Regions from separate parts of the Zea mays genome. Here region 2 is linked to region 1. The links are chromatin contacts, called in public Hi-C maps. All regions are on one chromosome and are shown on one strand. Each heading gives the region's core, a stretch centred on a gene start, on an enhancer-like site or on the middle of the called end of the contact. The rest is flanking DNA. Distances are from core to core; before and after follow the strand shown. Region 1 holds the start of LOC103650168 (auxilin-related protein 1). Region 2 holds the start of LOC100285737 (thiamin pyrophosphokinase 1).

What was found. Hi-C and Micro-C count contacts between places; a contact is called where the count stands out from the background.
Region 2: a Hi-C map of leaf shows a contact between it and region 1, with 5 times the contacts expected there. The contact joins the promoter of LOC100285737 here to the promoter of LOC103650168 in region 1. A contact is called at or near these places in 4 of 25 Hi-C or Micro-C datasets (ear, leaf and tassel).

What each region holds. Positions count from the first base shown.
Region 1 is chr3:66,783,952-66,790,474 of Zm-B73-REFERENCE-NAM-5.0, forward strand. It overlaps LOC103650168 (auxilin-related protein 1), which reads right to left and starts at 3,984. Exons shown (of 9, transcript XR_004857154.1): 1 at 3,291-3,984.
Region 2 is chr3:66,961,748-66,967,887 of Zm-B73-REFERENCE-NAM-5.0, forward strand. LOC100285737 (thiamin pyrophosphokinase 1) reads right to left here and starts at 2,880. Exons shown (of 7, transcript NM_001158628.1): 1 at 2,656-2,880; 2 at 1,213-1,432; 3 at 1,032-1,128. The coding sequence starts at 1,372.

The sequences.
Region 1 (6,523 bases), core at 2,734-5,233:
CCAGCCATAGGAAGGTTTTACATTTGGGGGTGGGCAAGATTTCCATAACCGCTTCCATGGCTCAAAGGTGATGGAACTAGAAAATAAAACATTGTAACAAGATTTAGAAGTGAAATGTCCAGATGACTCATGCCTCCAAACATGTTGATCAGTTTCTGGAGACAAAACAACCTCACTAATAGAGTCCCAAAGGAGAAGGTATTGTTGCATTCCATCTAGAGTGAGAGGTAACTTGATAGCTCTGATCCACTGACCATTTATAAGGGGTTGGGCCACAGTTCTAGTGGAGGTTAACTTTTTGTCCACCTTTGAGAATACCATTGGAGCTAAATCTTTGATGGAATTCCCGCTCAACCACCTATCAATCCAAAAGAGAGTATCATTACCGTTTCCCACATGGGAGATCACTGAAACCAATGCCTTGACTTGTGGCTGAACAGGGATATCAAGACCAATCCAGGACCTGGTAGGGTCAGTTTTCTGTAGCCACAACCACCTGGCTTGCAGCGCCCAGCTTCTGTAAAGCAGATTTGGGAGGCCAAGACCACCAAGATGCAGCAGCCTAGTAACCTTCTCCCAAGCCACAAGGCAGCAACCACCATTTATCTCCTTTCTACCCTTCCAGAGGAAAGCCCGTCTAATTTTATCAATAGCTTTGATCACCCACTTGGGAACGCTCATAGCAATGAGGAGATAGACTGGAATGGCTGAGAGGACGAAACGAACCAAGGTTGTTCTCCCAGCGAGATTAAGAAGGGATGCCTTCCAGTTAGGCAACCTTGCAGCAATCTTATCAACCCAAACAATGAGGTCACTTGTTCGCAGTTTCTTGTTGGAGATCGGCAAGCCCAAATAAGTGCATGGGAAGGCAGCAGGCACACACTGCAGGGTGCTGCAGCATTCATGCACAACAGGCGCAGCACAACAGATAGGGGTTGCACAACTTTTATTCATGTTGGCAAACAGCCCAGATGCCTCTCCAAAGCAGTCAAGGATCAACTTGGTACAAACCAGATCATCATCCAGAGGCTTGACAAAGAGAACTACATCATCTGCGTACATGGAGAGCCTGGACCTAACATTTGCAGCCCTCAAGCTATGCAACATCCCTCTAGATTCCGCATGCCTGAATAAGCTGCCAAGCACGTCCATCACAATGATAAAAAGCATAGGGGACAAAGGATCCCCCTGACGCAAAGTTCGCCGATGCCAAATATGATCATCTAGGACCCCATTGAGAAGAACTTGCGTAGAGGAAGAGGCCAATAGGTTGGAGGTTAAGTTGCACCATTTCAGACCAAAGCCAAGATGGGACAACACCTCCAAGAGAAAAGCCCAAGAGACTGAATCGAAAGCTTTTGTAATGTCAAGCTTTAAAAACAAGCTAGAGACCTTCCGCCGATGAAGGGACTTGATCGAGTGCTGAACAAACATATAGTTATCGTGGATAGACCTTCCCCTCACAAAAGCACTTTGATTTGCAGCCACTAACCTTGGCAGGAGAGGAGCCAACCGGTTAACCATAACCTTGGTCACCAATTTGGCAAAACTATGAATGAGACTTATGGGTCTAAAATCAGCCGTTGTTGTGGCATCAGTCTTCTTGGGGATGAGGGTAAGATAAGCTGAGTTCAACAGCCACAGCCCCCGAGAATTACCTTGATGGAGGCAATGATAGCCGCAAGCAGATCGTCCTTAATGATATGCCAGCATGACTTATAGAATCTCCCGGTAAAACCATCCGGACCCAGAGCTCTATCTGAAGGTAGGCAGAAAACTGCAGACCGGACCTCATCCTCTGAGATGGGGAGGTCCAATACACCTAGATCGCCCATGTCCCTGTGGCAAGATCCCAAGTTTAGTGTGAATTCTCTATGTTTAGCCACCCCCAACAGGTTGGTATAGAAATCATTCAAAGCTTCATGCTTCTGCTCATGAGAGGTGACCACCCGATCTCCGACTGTCAAACTAGAGATGAAGTTTCTTTTCTTGCGGTAGCAAGCCTGCAAGTGGAAAAAAGAAGTGTTTGCATCCCCCTCCTTCAGATATCTAACAAGGGATCTGAGACGAGCCACTGTCCTATCTAATGAAGCGAGGGCCAAACAATGTTGCTTAAGCCTCCTCATGAGCCATAGTTCCTCAGAAGACAGCAGCCTGCTATCCTGAGCCATTTCGAGTCTGTGAAGGATTTCCTTTGCTAAAGCCAATTGGGATTTCACATTGCCTGCATTCTTGTGCCCCCAGGACTGCAAGGACCTGGCCAATCTTCGAAGCTTCAAGGATACACGCTTTAGAGGGCAGGAGGTCTGAACTGGCTGCACCCAAGAATCAGCCACCACATCTAAGAAATCAGCAATCTTAGTCCAGAAACTTTCAAAGTGAAATCTGCGCTTTCCCTCACTAAATTGCACATGCAACTTCTTCAAATAAAGTATGATCCATAAGGCACAAACATTTGAAGGTCTTACATTGTCATAGATAAATCATCTTTGATGGTGAACAAAGCAACCAACCCACCAATATGGGATTTAACAATGGATATAATGGAAGAAATATGGCATGTTAGTTCAGAGTTTCAAGTGATTAGCCTAGATTGAATCCATCATAGGAACTACAACAACAATGCTCGCTACTGCAAAAGGAAGAGTGGCATGCAAAAGGCAAAACTCATAATGTTCCCAAAAGTTTTGAAAATATGTAAGATACCTAGAAAATTATAGTAGAAAACGATAGATATCAAGTCAATTTCAAGAGAAAAATGCACTGATGAACTGAGACTCTATCCAAGACAATATATCAGCAAACAAACCCTCAAACCAGCAGACAAATTCAGCGCAGAATCTCTCTAGCTGTCTCCAAAATTGGTGCTATTAAATAGCCATCATTTCTTTACAGTCATGTGCGCGCAGAGGAACAGGGTTTTGGGGGGTGCTAGGGGAGCACCGGACCAGTGGTTCAACTATAAGTTTTCATGTTTTCTCTTGCAGTTATCCATTTAAAATCATTCATCCTTGTCACTATGACGGTTTGATTTACTTTCCCCATTCTTTCCTGCTGTTTGAAATTATCCTTCTACCACATTGCATCAAAAGACCCGGAATCCAAGTATCAAAAGTAATAAAAAAATGGGCAGGGCTTCATTTCCAGAATCTATGAAGCATAATTTGTTAAATTGTAAGATATAACACCGCTAAAATCTTGTCAATCCAACCTCATCTTCTAAATAATAAATCAAGTATGCAACAAATATAAATAGTTCAATTGCATTTTGAATTAGAGGACTCTCAGACCTTGCCGAAGAGGGATAGCTCGTGCCTCCACTGCAGTCAGGGATCACATCATCATCAAACGCCACTGTCTCAGGCTCCATTTGCGGCGCTGGCTTCATGCTTCCATCGAATCCAGGGATCAACTCGTCGTCGAACCCCACTGGTTGACGGTCCCGCTCCACCTCCCTGGCCGGCTTCTCCATGGGAAAATTGGTGCTCCCAGCCAACCCAGGGAACAAATCTTCATCAAAACCCACCACCTCCAACTCCGTCCTCTCCGGCTTTGCCGCACTCCGGACGCCACCGTGCAAGTCTTCCTCTTCCCCTCCACCACCGCCTCCAAACAAGGGGATCGCGTCGAATGGATCGGCCGTGTAAGGATCGTCGTCGAAGACTGGCTTGTCGAACACGGGCGGCGGCGTCGACGGCGAGGAAGAAGCCTTAGGCGCGGGCTCGGGGGCCTCGGCCGCGCGATTGAAGTAGGACTCGAACATATCGTCGTAGAAAGAGGCCGACGGGGGCTTGGAGGGACCGAGGTCATTGAAAGGGACAGAGTCATCCATGGCCGGGTCAAGCACGCATCCGGCAGCGACCGAATGGATGCGCCGGAGTCGGGAGGGGTGAGGTGATCTCTACCCCTACGCGGGGTTTGTGTGCTGTGCAGCCTGTGAATTGTGATGACGGCTTCAAGGGAAGAAGTCGTGTGCACTTGGCCTGTTGGGGCGAGCCGGCGGGGTGATCAGTTTTTTTTTGCAATTTAGCTTTTTTTTGGTTTTTTCGGTTTTTTCTTACAAATATGTCTTTTTAAGTTTTATTTCAAAAATTGGACCTTACATAGACGTCAATATTATTAACGCCGAGCCAACACAGATCGGCGTCAATACTATTGCCGCCTAGGTCTCCGACGTGGTGGTGGGGGTGTCGTGGCGCCCACGTGACGGGGGTAGGCGTTATAGATCTTGGCGCCAGCAGTGGATAGCGGATGACTACGTCGACATTGATTCTTCCGACGACGAAGGCACGGCGTACGACCAGTCCACTAGACTCGGAACCCGGGTGGAGGCGGCACCAATCTTAGATCGAGTGGTACGTTTTAAAACTTTTTTACTCAATTTTAAAACTTGACATGTATCGAGTGTATGTTTGATATGAATTGTGTTGTACAGGGTAACACATTGAGACGCTCGATATAGGATTGATCGCCAGCTTTTGACTGTGGGCGACAATAGCATGCGTAGTGTCACACCCGGTTTTAGAAGGTAAACCGTATACGAACCATGTACGTGCCAGGATCAGAACTCACGTACACGGCGATTACATAATTGGACATCATCACACAATGCTTGAATTAAATAGCGAAAAGGTACTTAGTTACATCAAGATGTCTGAGACATCCACAAAGTCTATTATATAACCATAGTGTTTAACATTAACATCAAAGTGTGGAGTAACGAAACGTAGAAGATAAGCCTACACATGCATCTGACTGGGGGTTTGCCACTAAAGTAAACTAGAACTCGTCGTAGTCCTGGAACTCCTTAAAATCCTCCATGTTACTAGCTTTACCTCCTGAGCACTGAGAACAGTGGGGACAACCTGGGGTGGGGTGTTTTGTAAAGCAAGGGTGAGTACACATCAACGTACTCAGCAAATGTCCTGTTTGGCTAAAGTGGACTAGCTGTATGTGGGGTTAAAGTTAAGCAGTTGCTTTTAGTTGGTCAGGTTTTATTACTATAAGTAGAGCCAAGTTTTAGTAATAACCCAGTTATTACCCAGGAGTACTCTCTCCAGTAGGAAATACCAGAGATCAAAATTATAACCATCATTGCTAATCATCATCACAAAAGTAACAAAAGTTCTTCTAATCGAAGAGGATCTCAAGGCTGCTCTTAACCGTGAGCACGGCTGATATACCAGTTTCTAACACTCTGCAAAGGTCGCACACTTTACCCACAAGCTGTGATTCCCATTCTGCCTGGGGTTCTAGCCTCCCCATTGATCACTACCAAGGTGACCCAGCAGGTTCTCACTACGTAGTCTTTACAAAGATTTCCCAGAGGTCATAGCCACCCGTTAGGTTTCTCCAGTTTGATAAACACAGTACATCTCCCCAGAGGAAGGGTGACTAACAAAACCAAATCAAAGAACCTCTGCAACCAGCCTCGGCAGAGCAAGTACTGTGCCTGGACCCCATTGAAGGCCCTACGGCGAAGCCAACTACTCCTCTGGTTCCTCTAATTAATCAGCTAAGGGCGTCTCATTCCACCCTCGTGATTGCACTATTATCCCAGGTTGTCACTCCCCAAACAGGTCCTTGCGGAGAGGCACTCAGGAAATAACCTAAGCCCCCTAAAGTAATCATAAGAACCTCATCGGGATAACATCATCGTATCATAAAAGATCACATCATGTTCATTGATTAAGTTAAAGCAATAGCATAAGCTAACCTTGATTAACCCAAAAAGGTAAACAAGGGTATGGGAAATACAGACTAGTCAAACCTTAAGTTTCAATAATGTAATGCGGGACAGTGGGCGGACTTGGGCGTGGTGGCGCCGCTCGGTCCCGCGGCGGGAGCTCGCCGAAGACGAGGAGGCTGGCCACTGTAGGGCACTAGGGGCTCGGGGACTAGTCTAGGCGCAATCAAAGGGGTCTGGCGAACTCGGCCATGGCCTTCACACCGGCGCGGAAGCACCAAAGGGCGCTGCACGCGGAGAGACGGACTAACAGCGGCGCTAGATTGCTCCGGCGAGCAATCGCGCGAACAACAGGGCAGTACACAAGAAATTAGGGGTGCAGGCATGTTTCTCACCTCGAGGGGAACTGATGGAGTCACGGGGCAACGGCGGTGGAGCAGGGACGCGACAGACGACAGTGGCAGAGCTCTGGCTGCGCGAGAATCACTCCGGTGAGCGTGGGTCGGCTGAACCAGGGAGGGAAGAGGCACAACGAAGGGTGTCCCGAGCAGCTGACAGTGAGGCGGAGCTCACCGTGGCACTGGACGGGGCGCGAACGCGACGGTGGCCGCAGAACAGGCGGTGATTGACGGTGGGCGGTGGCGGGGCTCTCTGCACGCGTGGGCAGAGCGAGAGAGAGGGCGAGCGAGTCTGGCAGAGGGCGCAAATGGGCGAGGGGAGGTGGGTGAGCAGGGCGCGGGGGCTCGGACGTGGCCGAAAAATGCGCAGTCGTGGGCGCATCCACGGCGGGGAGATCGTGGGCGAGAGGTTGGGGACGAGCTAACATGTGGGGACGGT
Region 2 (6,140 bases), core at 1,630-4,129, 180 kb after region 1:
CTCTAAGGATGGGCAGAACTTGCGCTTTTCAGGATGTGAAGTTGGTCTTGTTGATCTTTACAGCAATGGTTTGCCCTAGGAGAGACGTTAGTACAACAAAGCCGGATGACGCTATGGGGTCTTGTTGCTGGTGAGGTTGATGTTGACTTCTCTTGGTCAGGACGCCGACTAACAGATGAAGTAGGTGGCCCTGATACTACGAAAGAAACACAACATCAGGATATTAAAATGCTTCCCTTGACCTCTAGGTTCGATGGGGTTGTATATTTATACAGACAAGAGCCGCCTATTACAAGAGAAATTCTACTTAGTTACAACATTCTAACTCACTCCGACTCTAAATGAACTCGACGCATATAGTCCTATTCTATTTTATCTCTAACATATAATTAGAGTCGATTTCTAATCTAGCCCAAGAGGATCGTAGACAACTACGGTCGTAGCCTACGTATAACATATTGTAACAAGTAGGACGTATGTGTATTCGACATCAAAAATGTATTGATGTTTCATTGCCAATAATGCTTCTACACTTAGCGTATAGATTGGCTTCGAGCAAGAGCAAGAGTCCTCACATATATCCTTCTTTTCATCTATTTTGCAACAACTGCCACACAGGTCGCCTCCCTACCACATATTCCGCCATTCTAAATCACTGGGACAAGGGAACCTATGATATCCTTCTTTTTCTAATTAAATGTTGAATGAGATATAGAAATAACTTAACCTGCCACACAATATTGGCCCATAGCTTAAGCGAACCCAATCAAACTCAACTGTTTAAGAAACAAAATCCAATCCAACAATCACAACTCATCGTCAAACCCATAAGATACTAAGCCATGCTATCTATCTTTGCATAAGGCACAACTATCTAGTGAAGAAAACTATTTTGGAGTAAAATGACAATCATTAGTTTTTTTAAGATCAATAAAAATGGTGGTATGGCAGTTCCTATTAGAATATGATCTTAAGAATGTTGAAAACTTAATAAGCACTTTAGTATAAAATAATGGAGAAAAAAACTTCACTTATTTCTGGTGCTTTTTTTGTCTTCATCATTGGTTATCTGATACATCTCATCAAAAATATGATTAGCTCCTCCATCAGCGCAGATCCTCAAGTTTGCTGTTCTACATCAAAATGCAAATGTGTTTTAATGATACTTTCCTACAAAAATATAGGAAAGACAGATGAGCTATGTCTAGTTACCATGATCCCAGAGTCGAGGCATGAATCGTGGAAGATGCTGGTTTAGAACAACTAAAGCATAGTTCTTGACTGGTTTGTTGACAGGTTGATACAGTTTCGGAAGAAGGAAACTCGAAGAATGCATTATTACATCCATACTGCGTACTGCGCGCCACAACATCTTGACCTTTGAAGGGGTACCTCAATCAAGGACAAATCTAACACTTTATGCTGCCAATACCTATATACGAAAGACAACTATTATTGATGCCAATGCCATTATATGACAATCATTTTTTTCTTCTGTGCGGTACTGCTCAAAAGGGTCTTCTTTTATGTTCCCTAAAAGGTCTGTCTTGAGATGTGGGACTCTAGGTATTAATAGTTTTTTAGTCAAGTATCCAACAAAACTGCACTACACAATTTGATTGATTCTCAGGCAACAATAACCACATATTTTAAGCACTAACATTTAGTTACATATCGATATTTCTTTCCATTATCTAAGAAAAAGAAGAAGAATACACCTATGCCCCCAGTTAAGATTCAATTACTACATGATTTTTCAGTGTAACAGAATGGAAGAGAGGATGGATTCTTGTAGCGCTTACTTTTTTTTGAACGTAACAGCAGAAGCTCTGCCTTTCAATTAAGAAGTATAGAATTGACCTAGTTTTAAGGAAAACCGAGCCCAAAAACTTATACAGAATGCACAAACAGCTCAGACAACGAAGCCCCCCCCCCCACAACCCATCCAGAGTTATCGATGTTGAGCTCGACCCAAGGGACAAGCAGCTCCAACTCCGCAAGACGTGCCATACATGGCCTAAGAAAACACGACGACGCCCCACGCACAGTGCTTACTCATCTTGAGCATTATTCTTTTGTTTATTCCATCATGTAAAACATATGAGGTTATGTTTGCTTGCACCAAGACCTATGTTCCAATGGCATTCACATAAATAGTTTAGTAATACAAGCTGACTATCCTGACATATGCCATGATTACTCCATTTGCTTTCGTAGTAGCAAATTCAGACTCTGGAGAACCCAAATGCAGAAACGGCATCTACATCAGAACTAACCATACTATTTTATAGTCATTGATTATATGCCAAAATCTCCTCAAAAGGAGAACTTCCCAGCCTATTGATGTGGGGAATATCTTTTAGAACACAAGACAAAGAATAACCTGAAATTCTGCACCTCCCCTCCCAAAGTCGACACCATATGCCTGGAACTACGCAATCCCGGTGAGATCGATTTGACTAAGCAGCCGTAACCCTGGAAGGCACTAAAATCGATTGGCAAGGACTGGAGTCACGCTTCGGAACCCAGAACCGAGAGAAACACAAGGGGCAACAGAACCAACTCCGAGAAGGAAAAGAATGGAGAGAGCTCACGTGCGACATCACAGGCTACCGCAAACGGCGCAGGAAACACTGAGGCGCAAGCAGATCTCACCTGAGGACTGACGTTACGCGCCGAAGAGGGAGGTTGAGGGCTTGAGGCTCAGAGGTGGCCAAGCCGCCGCTGTACAGGCAGAGACGGAGGAAGAATAAAAACGGCAAAGGTCTTCGCTGTCGGTATGACGGTGTGTCCCTTTCAGAATTCTGAAGTTGGTTGTAGCCGCTCGATGTGCTGCGACGGACATGGACTGTTCTCACGAGCGCCGTCAAACGGGACCACGCCAAAACATTCCAACGGTAACGGGTATACCTTGTATTCGACTATTATGTAAACAACCATTATGTACAAGAGTACAAACATGTCTTTTGAGTTTTGACTTGTCATATCTAAATTTAACCGTATACAATATTTAGCATTTAAATCCTCCCAACACCATCTCGTGTAGTTTTATAAAAAGGCCACTAACAAACCACGATTACACATACTGTTGGATCTAGATCCAACGAACCAAAGAGAGCTGCTTACACGTTTGCACCTAATGACTGCTTATATATTAGTCGTTGCCTATACAAGGTAATCTTTGATGACAGTTTCCTTCCCAGGACATCCGACAATACTAATAAAGACAGATTGTCCATAAAAACTACTCCTTAAATTCTAATTTATAATTGGTTTAAATTTTTTTCTCTAAATTTGACTGACTCGTCTTATTCAGAAAATTCATAATGATTATAAATTTTACTGCAGTATTGTTTAGCATTTAAAATATTTTAGTTTTGAAATTCAATTTTTTTAGTTTTTTCACGAAAATTTTATATAAGACGAGTCGGTCAAACTTAGCCAAAAGACAAACAAATTATAAAATTGAGACAGAGGGAATCTATATATATATAAGTATATTGGGAGCCCTTGACTTTTGAGAGGTATAGAAAGCCCATGCAGACGCCTGGGTCGTGTTCGGACCAGACACCGAGTCGACCACGCCACCACGCAACCATGCTCCGAGCATCAATCCAACCACAAATGTCCACATGTGCATGTAAAAATGTGTAACAGCTGCCTCCCACTGGTTGAGAGCACCTAGAGGGGGTGAATAGGTGATCCTGTAAAATCAAACACTAAATAGCCACAAACTTGATTATATAAAAGTTAGTGCGAGTTAATCAAGTTGCTATGAAGCGATCTCTTGCGAACAAAACAATCACAGAAGAGCAACACAAGAGACACGTGATTTTTATTCCGTGGTTCGGCCAAGTAACACTTGCCTACTTCCACGTTGTGGCGTCCCAATTGGACGAGGGTTGCACTCAACCCCTTTCAAGTGATCCAATGATCAACTTGAATACCACGGTCTTTTCTCTTTTGAGTATTCTTCCCGTTTGCGAGGGATCTCCACAAGTTGGAGCCTCTCGCCCTTACAATATAGATCACAAAGAAAGCACAAGAGTAAGGATGGGAGAGCAACACACGCAAGACTCAAATCCGCAGCACACCCATGCACACAAGCCAAGACTTGAGCTCGAAACATAGCACGGAGAGTTTGCAACTCAAACGGAGCTCAAATCACTAACACAATCGATCAAATGCGTGGAGGCGGAGTCTGGGAGTCTTAGAATGCTTAGAGAAGGCTTGGTTTTCTGCTCCATGCGACTAGGTGTCCCTTTTATAGCCCTAAGGCAGCTAGGAGCCGTTAGATATCAACTTGGAAGGCATTTCTTGCCTTTTGACGAGTTGTGCACCGGACAGTCCGGTGCACCACCGGACAGCCACTGTAGCGATCCGGCGCGCGATCTCCTTTCATTTCGGGCGCAGCCGACCGTTGGTCATCGGGATCGGTTGGCGCACCGGATAGTCCGGTGTACCCAACCGACCATTGACGCGGGCCACGTGTCGCGCGCTGATCGCACGACCGACCATTGGCTGCTGGCGCCGTTGACTCACTGGACAGTCCGGTGCATCACCGGACAGTCCGGTGAATTATAACCACATCGCCTTTCTCTTTTCCCGAGAGCAGTCGGTTAATCGTTGACCAGCCTGGGGCACCGGACACTGTCCGGTGCACCACCGAACAGTCTGGTGTGCCAGGCCCGAGCTGGTGTTGGCTGTACTTTGCCAACTCTTCTCCAATTCAAATATTCTTTTCTTGGCACTGTTTCTAGCACTTAGATAGCCATGTTAGTATTCAAAAAACAATTCACTAAGTCTAGAAACATACCTTGTTCTTGATTTCACACTTCTCACTCATTTGGCACATAAGAACTTACTCAATATGTGTTGGACATCCAATCACCAAAATACTTATAGAAATGGTCCAAGGGCACATTTCCCTTTCAATCTCCCCCTTTTTGGTGATTTATGCCAACACATCAAAAAAGCCATAAAAGTGCAACATCAATGCAAATGAAGACCAAATTCTTTTTACTTAAGATTTGGCATATTTGGATCACTCTTTGCCACCACTTGGTTTATTTTTGCAAATCAAATTCTTTTTCCTATCTCTAAGTCAAACACACTTGTTTGGGCAAATCAAGAGATATATATTCCAAGAGTAAAATTGATCAAGTGCCAAAAACTCCACCTTTTTCCCATAATCAAAATTCACCCCCATAAGAGACCAAATTTTGCAATAAGAGTCATTTGTGCAAAATACAAATTCTAACTCTACTATTTTTGAAATTCACAAGTGTTTGGCTGATCCAGTTGCTTTGGCCCTTAATTTCTCCCCCTTTGGCATGAAGCACCAAAACAGGATCATTTTTTGCCCTTTAACCCCATTGCCTCACCAAAATATCAAATAAGAGCATAAAGGCAATGAGAGCACAAGTATAAACTTGGAATTAAATACACTACTACCGGAGTGCAGTGGAAGTCTTGTCGTCATCCAAGTTCATTTTCCCTTTCAATAAATCTTTAGACTACATCAAGTGTACTCAAGCAAACAAGTTAGTCTCAAGGAGGTCAAGTTGTAGCACATCTCCCCCTAAATATGTGCATCATTTGCATATGGACTTGTGAGGTCCGGGGATGACTTGTACAACTTGAGCACCATAAATAGACAGCAAATAGTGTAAATGCTCAAAGTAACATGATCAAAGGCATAGACTGCATGTATACTATAGATCAATCCAAGTTACGCGAATCTAAAACATTTAGCTCACTACGCAACCTGCAAAAACCTTTTCTCATCTAAAGGCTTGGTGAAGATATCGGCTAGCTGGTTCACGGTGCTAATGTGATACACATCGATATCTCCCTTTTGCTGGTGGTCTCTCAGGAAGTGATGCCGGATGTCTATGTGCTTAGTGCGGCTGTGTTCAATAGGATTATCCGCCAAGCGGATTGCACTCTCATTGTTATATAGGAGTGGTACTTTGCTCAGATTGTAGCCAAAGTCCCGAAGGGTTTGCCTCATCCAAAGCAGTTGCGCGCAACACTGTCCTGCGGCAACGTACTCGGCCTCAGCGGTGGATAGGGCAACGGATGTTTGTTTCTTGGAACTCCAGGACACCAGGGACCTTTTCCTAGAAATTGGCACGTCC